Linked DNA regions of Callithrix jacchus: region 1 is linked to region 2. Evidence: chromatin contacts called from public Hi-C data. All regions are on one chromosome and are shown on one strand. Each heading gives the region's core, a stretch centred on a gene start, on an enhancer-like site or on the middle of the called end of the contact. The rest is flanking DNA. Distances are from core to core; before and after follow the strand shown.

The links. A called contact is a pair of places that touch in the nucleus more often than the background predicts.
Region 1: a contact with region 2 is called in a Hi-C map of induced pluripotent stem cells, with 3 times the contacts expected there. The contact joins two enhancer-like sites. A contact is called at or near these places in 2 of 3 Hi-C or Micro-C datasets (induced pluripotent stem cells and skeletal muscle).

The regions. Positions count from the first base shown.
Region 1 is chr2:152,601,720-152,604,808 of calJac240_pri, forward strand. No RefSeq gene overlaps it. Among named protein-coding and RNA genes, the nearest start is that of GPBP1, 120 kb to the right of the region's middle. Within about 2 kb of position 1,307, at least 2 of the 16 cell types and tissues checked have an H3K27ac peak or open chromatin away from gene starts, as enhancers often do.
Region 2 is chr2:152,096,004-152,098,958 of calJac240_pri, forward strand. No RefSeq gene overlaps it. Among named protein-coding and RNA genes, the nearest start is that of ACTBL2, 330 kb to the right of the region's middle. Within about 2 kb of position 1,473, at least 3 of the 16 cell types and tissues checked have an H3K27ac peak or open chromatin away from gene starts, as enhancers often do.

The sequences.
Region 1 (3,089 bases), core at 57-2,556, 510 kb after region 2:
ATCTAAAATAAAAGTTGAAATTTAAAATGAATAATTAACTAAAATTGATCTTATTTTATATATATATATGTCTCCTGGGCACTAATTTCCAGAGTCAGCAGAGAAAATAGGCTTAGGTGATTTAGAATGAAATATCTAGCCAAACACAATTTAGCCTTTGCCTATGTGGAACGTCCCTCAGGACAGTGCAAGGTCGCCCCTGTGAACATGCTCACCTGACAGATCTCCTATCACCTGGGGGGCAGGAGGCGGTCTTGGTAGAATCTATATTAACTTAGAGACTCATACGGTTTGGCAGTGTCCCCACCCAATTCTCATCTTGAATCATAGCTCCTGTCATTCCCACATGTTGTAGGAGGAACCCAGTGGGAGATAACTGGATCATGGGGGCAGTTTCCCCCATACTCTTCTCACCGTAGTGAATAAGTCTGACAAGATGTGTTGGTTTTATAAAGGGAAATCCCTTTCACTTGGTTCTCTTTTTTCTCCTGTGTGCCTTTAGCCTTCCGCCATGATTGTGAGGCCTCCCCAGGCACATGGAATTGTGAGTCCATTAAAGCTCTTTTCTTTATAAATTACCCAGTCTCCGGTGCGTCTTTATCAGCAGTGTGAAAACAGACTGATACACAGACCCAGCGGGAAGAGACCTCCAGCTCCTCATCTCTCAAGATGCAGGAAGTGAGCTGCCCAAGCCGCCTGTTCTCCAACGATGTGCATGTTTTTGGAGGATCAGTGTTAGCAGTGTTTGTGGGAGGCACTAGGAGGGCTCCCTGTAAGAAGTCCTGTAAGAAACACTGAGTGTGGCATGTGAATGAGAAGATGGCAGATATCGGAAATGTGTGGAGGAAACTGAAAAATAAAGACAACCGAAAGATTGAAACTACCCTTCAGGTAAAAGCAGCCTGACATCAGACATCCTTTTTTAGAGGATGTTTAACAAACACATCACGTTTTCAGGAAAACAATCTTTCGGCCTTATTAAATTTTGTGCAGACGCTCCTCTAAACAGTGATTTGCTGCCCCCTAGTGTTCACTTTTATGTAAAAAGTTTAACACACCCTGATTGGAGTCTCTCTTTCCTTTCCCTCTCAGCCTCTCCAAAAAAAAAAATCATCTCTTGACTGTCACTGCAATAACCAAAGCCAAATTAAATCACAAATTATGTTAAATTAAAGGCTATGGGTGTTCTTATCAACATAGAGTCCCTACATGACAGTTGTTTAGGACAGCAACATGCTATTTTTACCTCTCCAGCCACTACCCACTCCACTGCCGTTATCACTAAGGTGGGAAGGAATCCGAAGGACCCTAGGACAAAGCCAGAACAACAAAAGTCGCCCTTTCTGTCCCTCCAGCAGGGTCTTTTTAAGGAGAAGGCAACTCCTTATCTGAGGGAAGCCATTGGCTACCCCGGAGGTTTCCAAACTGGTACTGAGGGAGCAGTGTCTGAAATACAGGATCCTGAGTCTTAGCCCCAGCACTGTCTTCTATAACATTTTGTGTTTTTATGTACAAAAAGCCTTCTTGTATTGATTCTTTTTATTTGCATTTTAACAGTGTGCATATGTCATTCTATATGTAAATTAAAATAACTTATTTAAGAAAATGAACACTATGGTATTTCTTCTTGGACACCAAATTCAAATATTTTTATATATGCTGCACCGTTAGGCAATGATGATACTGGGGCTTTCTTTGAAGCCAGGGAATTTTCAAACCGTGGAAAGCTCTTTGGCCCCCTCTGCTGGTGAGTGATGCACTTGTAAAAGAATATCAAAGTTCACTGCTGGCGCCTTAGCTTACTTAGAACCTCACCTAAGCTGGCAAGCATTTGTTGGGGAGTTTCATTTCTATGAAAGATCGCGCTAACCTCTCCGGGTGTGTTCTACATTTACTGCCTAAGTCAGAGGAAGAGCCATTTCCACTTTATGTTTCTGTAAATTCCAAAGGCCTTTTCTTTCCTCAGCCAATATTTTCATAAGTTCAACCAATATCTTTTCTGAAACTCAGAGATGCCTTTCTCTCTTGCTGGAACTATAAATAAAACACCAAATACAGGTTGAGCATTCTTTATTCGAAATTATTGGGACTGCTTGGGATCAGAAGAGCTTGGGATTTCAAAACTTTTCAGGTTTCGGAATTCTTGCTTTACACTAGCTGAGCATCCCCAGTGGGAAAATCTGAGATGCCCCACGGAACATTTATTGTATGCTGGTCAGCATGCGAAAACTTTCATATTTGGGATCTTTTTGGATTTCAAATTTTGAGACTACGCATACTTAATATGTAGTAAATTTGTGACTTTTTCTTGCTTATAAGGTAAGTTCCGGAGGACAGAAACAAGCTCTCTGAAGACTCTCATTAATTTTTGCTGCCAAAGCTACCTTCTCCACCTCATGCTCAGCTGAGAGGGCTCCCTGGAGAAAGCCAGGACAGGTGAAAATGCACGTATTTCTTCCACACATTTGAAGAACAAAGGGAATTCAAAGCACTTTTATGGATTTCTTCGTTTTTTATACTTATTACAAAAGTAAGACATGCCTGCTTTAAATTAGACAATAATTTTTAAAATACCCTTCAGATTATAAAATGTAAATTGTCATAGCCTCTTTTAAAGGTAATAATACAGAATATACTGTATTGTTTTTAGTTGCATTTTAGGTTTGGGGGTACATGTGAAGAACATGCAAGATAGTTGCATAGGTACACACATGGCAGTGTGATTTGCTGCCTTCCTCCCCTTCACCTGTATCTGGCATTTCTCCCCATGCTATCTCTCCCCAACTCCCCACCCCCCGCTGTCCCTCCCCTATTCCCCCCAACAGACCCCAGAGTGTAGTGCTCCCCTCCCTGTGTCCATGTGTTCTCATTGTTCAACACCTGCCTATGAGTGAGAACATGCGTTATTTCATTTTCTGTTCTTGTGTCAGTTTGCCGAGAATGATGGTTTCCAGGTTCATCCATGTCCCTACAAAGGACATGAACTCATCGTTTTTGATTGCTGCATAATATTCCATGGTGTATATGTGCCACATTTTCCCTGTCCGGTCTATCATCGATGGGCATTTGGGTTGATTCCAGGTCTTTGC
Region 2 (2,955 bases), core at 223-2,722:
TTCCAGAGTGGTCATAAACCTCCATGTGTCCCTACCTACATCATCCAGATATAGGCTAGGTACATCACCAAGCCTGATGTACCTGCCTCTCTAGTTTGGCTTTATGAAATACCTGGACTTTTGAATGTTTTTCGGACTTTGGGTCCTCCAAATTGCAAGGCAACTTACACCTGCCAAGACGTCTCTGGGCCAAACACCTTGAATTTCTAGAAAAACAATTCAGTCATTGAGAATGTAGAGTCAGAATCCTTGTAGAAAATAGATGGTCCACTCAAAATGGGTTATATGAAGAGAGTTTAATAAAAAGAGCATTTTTTCGAGTATAGGTCAACTGTAGGGAAACCAAAGTGAAGCCAGAGGAGGGAGATAATTGTTGACCTTTAGCCTAAAGGTTTGAAGCAGCTCTTACAGGTCTCAGAGGCTAAAAAATCTGTGTGGATAAGGTCTCTTTAAAGGACAGAGCCCGCCTGTAGCAGGGCCTCCTATTAAAGAGAGAGAACCCCGCAGGGGACTAAATACCACCACTCACCCCACCCAGCTCTCCTCTTCCACCATATTGCCTGTCATTGCTAAACCCAGCTGAAAACTGGAGGACAAGGGGATCTCTTGGCATAATGTCTAGAGGCCAGGGCACAGAATAACATGGACAACGTACCTAGAGGTCAAAGAGGTCACATCCAGCACAGAGGGATTTGCTATGTGCTTACTGTTATGGTTTAAACTAAATCCCCGCAAAAAGATATACTGAAGTCTCACTCCCCAGTACCTCAAGATGTGACCTTATTTGGAAATAGTTTTTACAGAATTAATCATGTTAAAGTGAGGTCACTATGGTGGGTCCTATCCAATGTAACTGTGTTTTTATATCCAATGTGACTGCGTTTTTATAAAAAGTAGAAATTTTGACACAGAGACAGACATGCACAGAGGGAAGACCATGTGAAGTCACACAGGGAGAAGAAGATAGGACTGGAGGGATGCATCTGCTGGCCAAGGGATGCCAGAATCGCCAGCAAACACCAAGAGGCAGAAGCCACGAAGGATTCTCCCTAGAGCTACTGGAGACACCTGCACCCTGCTTGCACCTTGATTTCAGACTTCCAGCCTCTAGAACTGTAAGAAAATGAATTACCTGTAAGCCATTCAGGTTTGGGTACACTGTTATGGCAGCCTTAAGAGGCCAATACACTTGCTACAGTGCAGCTGCCCTGGACTGAGCATCCTTAATTTCTCAGAGTGGGTGCTGGCTTCAAAATGGACCTTAGAGAAAATGATGTCCAACCCTTTTATTTTACAGATAAGAGAAATGAGGCATAAGAGAGCCTTACTTACAGTCACACAACTGGTAACCAAGATCAAACCACAGAGTCCCCAGAAAGCTTTCTGTCAGCCCCACATTGACAAGAAGTCAGGGACACGATTCTCAACCTAGCTAAGCACATTGCACAACACACTGCCACCCACCTAACATATTATCCTCATTACAGGATTCTCCAGAATAGATGACGAGTACCATCCTTTGCTGAACTCACATCTCTGTAGTACCAGCAGCTTTTAGAGCGCCTCTCAGCTAAAGGAAACAGCTCAGAAATGAAAATTTGCCTCTGTTCTTTCTTAGTGCTAAAGAAAATGTCTAATAACCCTGAGAAAGGACACCACTAACTCTATAGGACAAAGTGTTTTGCTTCCTTGTGAATTGGCCATAAAATGAGTTACCCAAACAAAGCTCATTGATTGAAGATTGACTGCCCCACACATCCTGAAGAAATGATAAGAAACTACACAGTCAGCAGTTAAAAGTGTTAGAATGAGAGAGAGGGCAGACAAGCGCCACCCAGAAGCAAATAGATTTCCTATAGCACTGCAATCTTTCTTATCTAGAGAAAAGTTTTGTTTTCTTGTCAATCAATCCCAGCAGATCTTTTGAGGGTTGCCCACACCCTGGACTGGGGAATGCTCAGGAAGGAATGGGGGAAGGAAGACGGGAGAGGCGATTTCCTGATGGGTCAGGTGCTGGCAAGTGACTGGACCCTGGGAAAGTCATAGTGTAGGAATTCCTCTCCTTGGAGAGCAACCAGAGTAGCAGGAACAATGCTGGGAACCGCTGGTGGTGACTCTCAGGTCACACCTTGAACAGTGCAGGCCATGGGCAGCAGGCTAGGCCATAGCACCTCCCGAACCCTGGGCAGCGCAGAGTTTACTCCCCTTGCTCAGTCCAGCTGCCCACATGGAGCACTGTTCTCCTAGCTAGTTCTCTTTAAGGGAGACATATTACATTAACAATAAGAAATTTCTTACTCTAGAAGAAATTGCTTCAAAGTGTGCTAATACCATATGAAAGGAAACTTAAGGAAAGGTTTCATATATGAGTATAAGAAGATACATTTTTCTAAGAAGGATTTTTAAAAGGAAATAATAAAAGATGATTGTGAAAATTAAAAAAAAAAAAAGGGAGATAACTAGCTTCACACAAGATTAACGCATCAGGGTAACTAAAGCAAAGTCCAATTAAGACTTTCTTTTAGGTCCCACTAGTCCCAGAAGGAGACTGCCAATTTCTTGGATCTTGACTGATTATTCTCCCAAAGTAAAGGCATATTGTGACTATCGAGGTGATCCCTTTATGTGCAGTTTCTGATTTGTCTGTAGAGATATAAGTACTTTGGATGGCGTCTCTCCTCATAAAGCAACTCAAAAATCATATAACAGTGAATTACAGGGCCATGTTTCCCTGCCTCCGTGTCCCCAAGCCCTTTGAAGACGGCGTGCTGAGGAGGCTCAGACAGATCTTCTGCCCTGGTCAGAGCACCAGCGAAAGTAACACTCATTTAATGGAGGCTAAAATCACCTGTTTCTACATCAGTTTTTCTCCTATTTAGAAAAGTTTCTTCTCTCACCATCAAAAGTAAGCTATCTGTTAAGAAGTATTAACCATATGGAAGTTTCCTCCAGCTA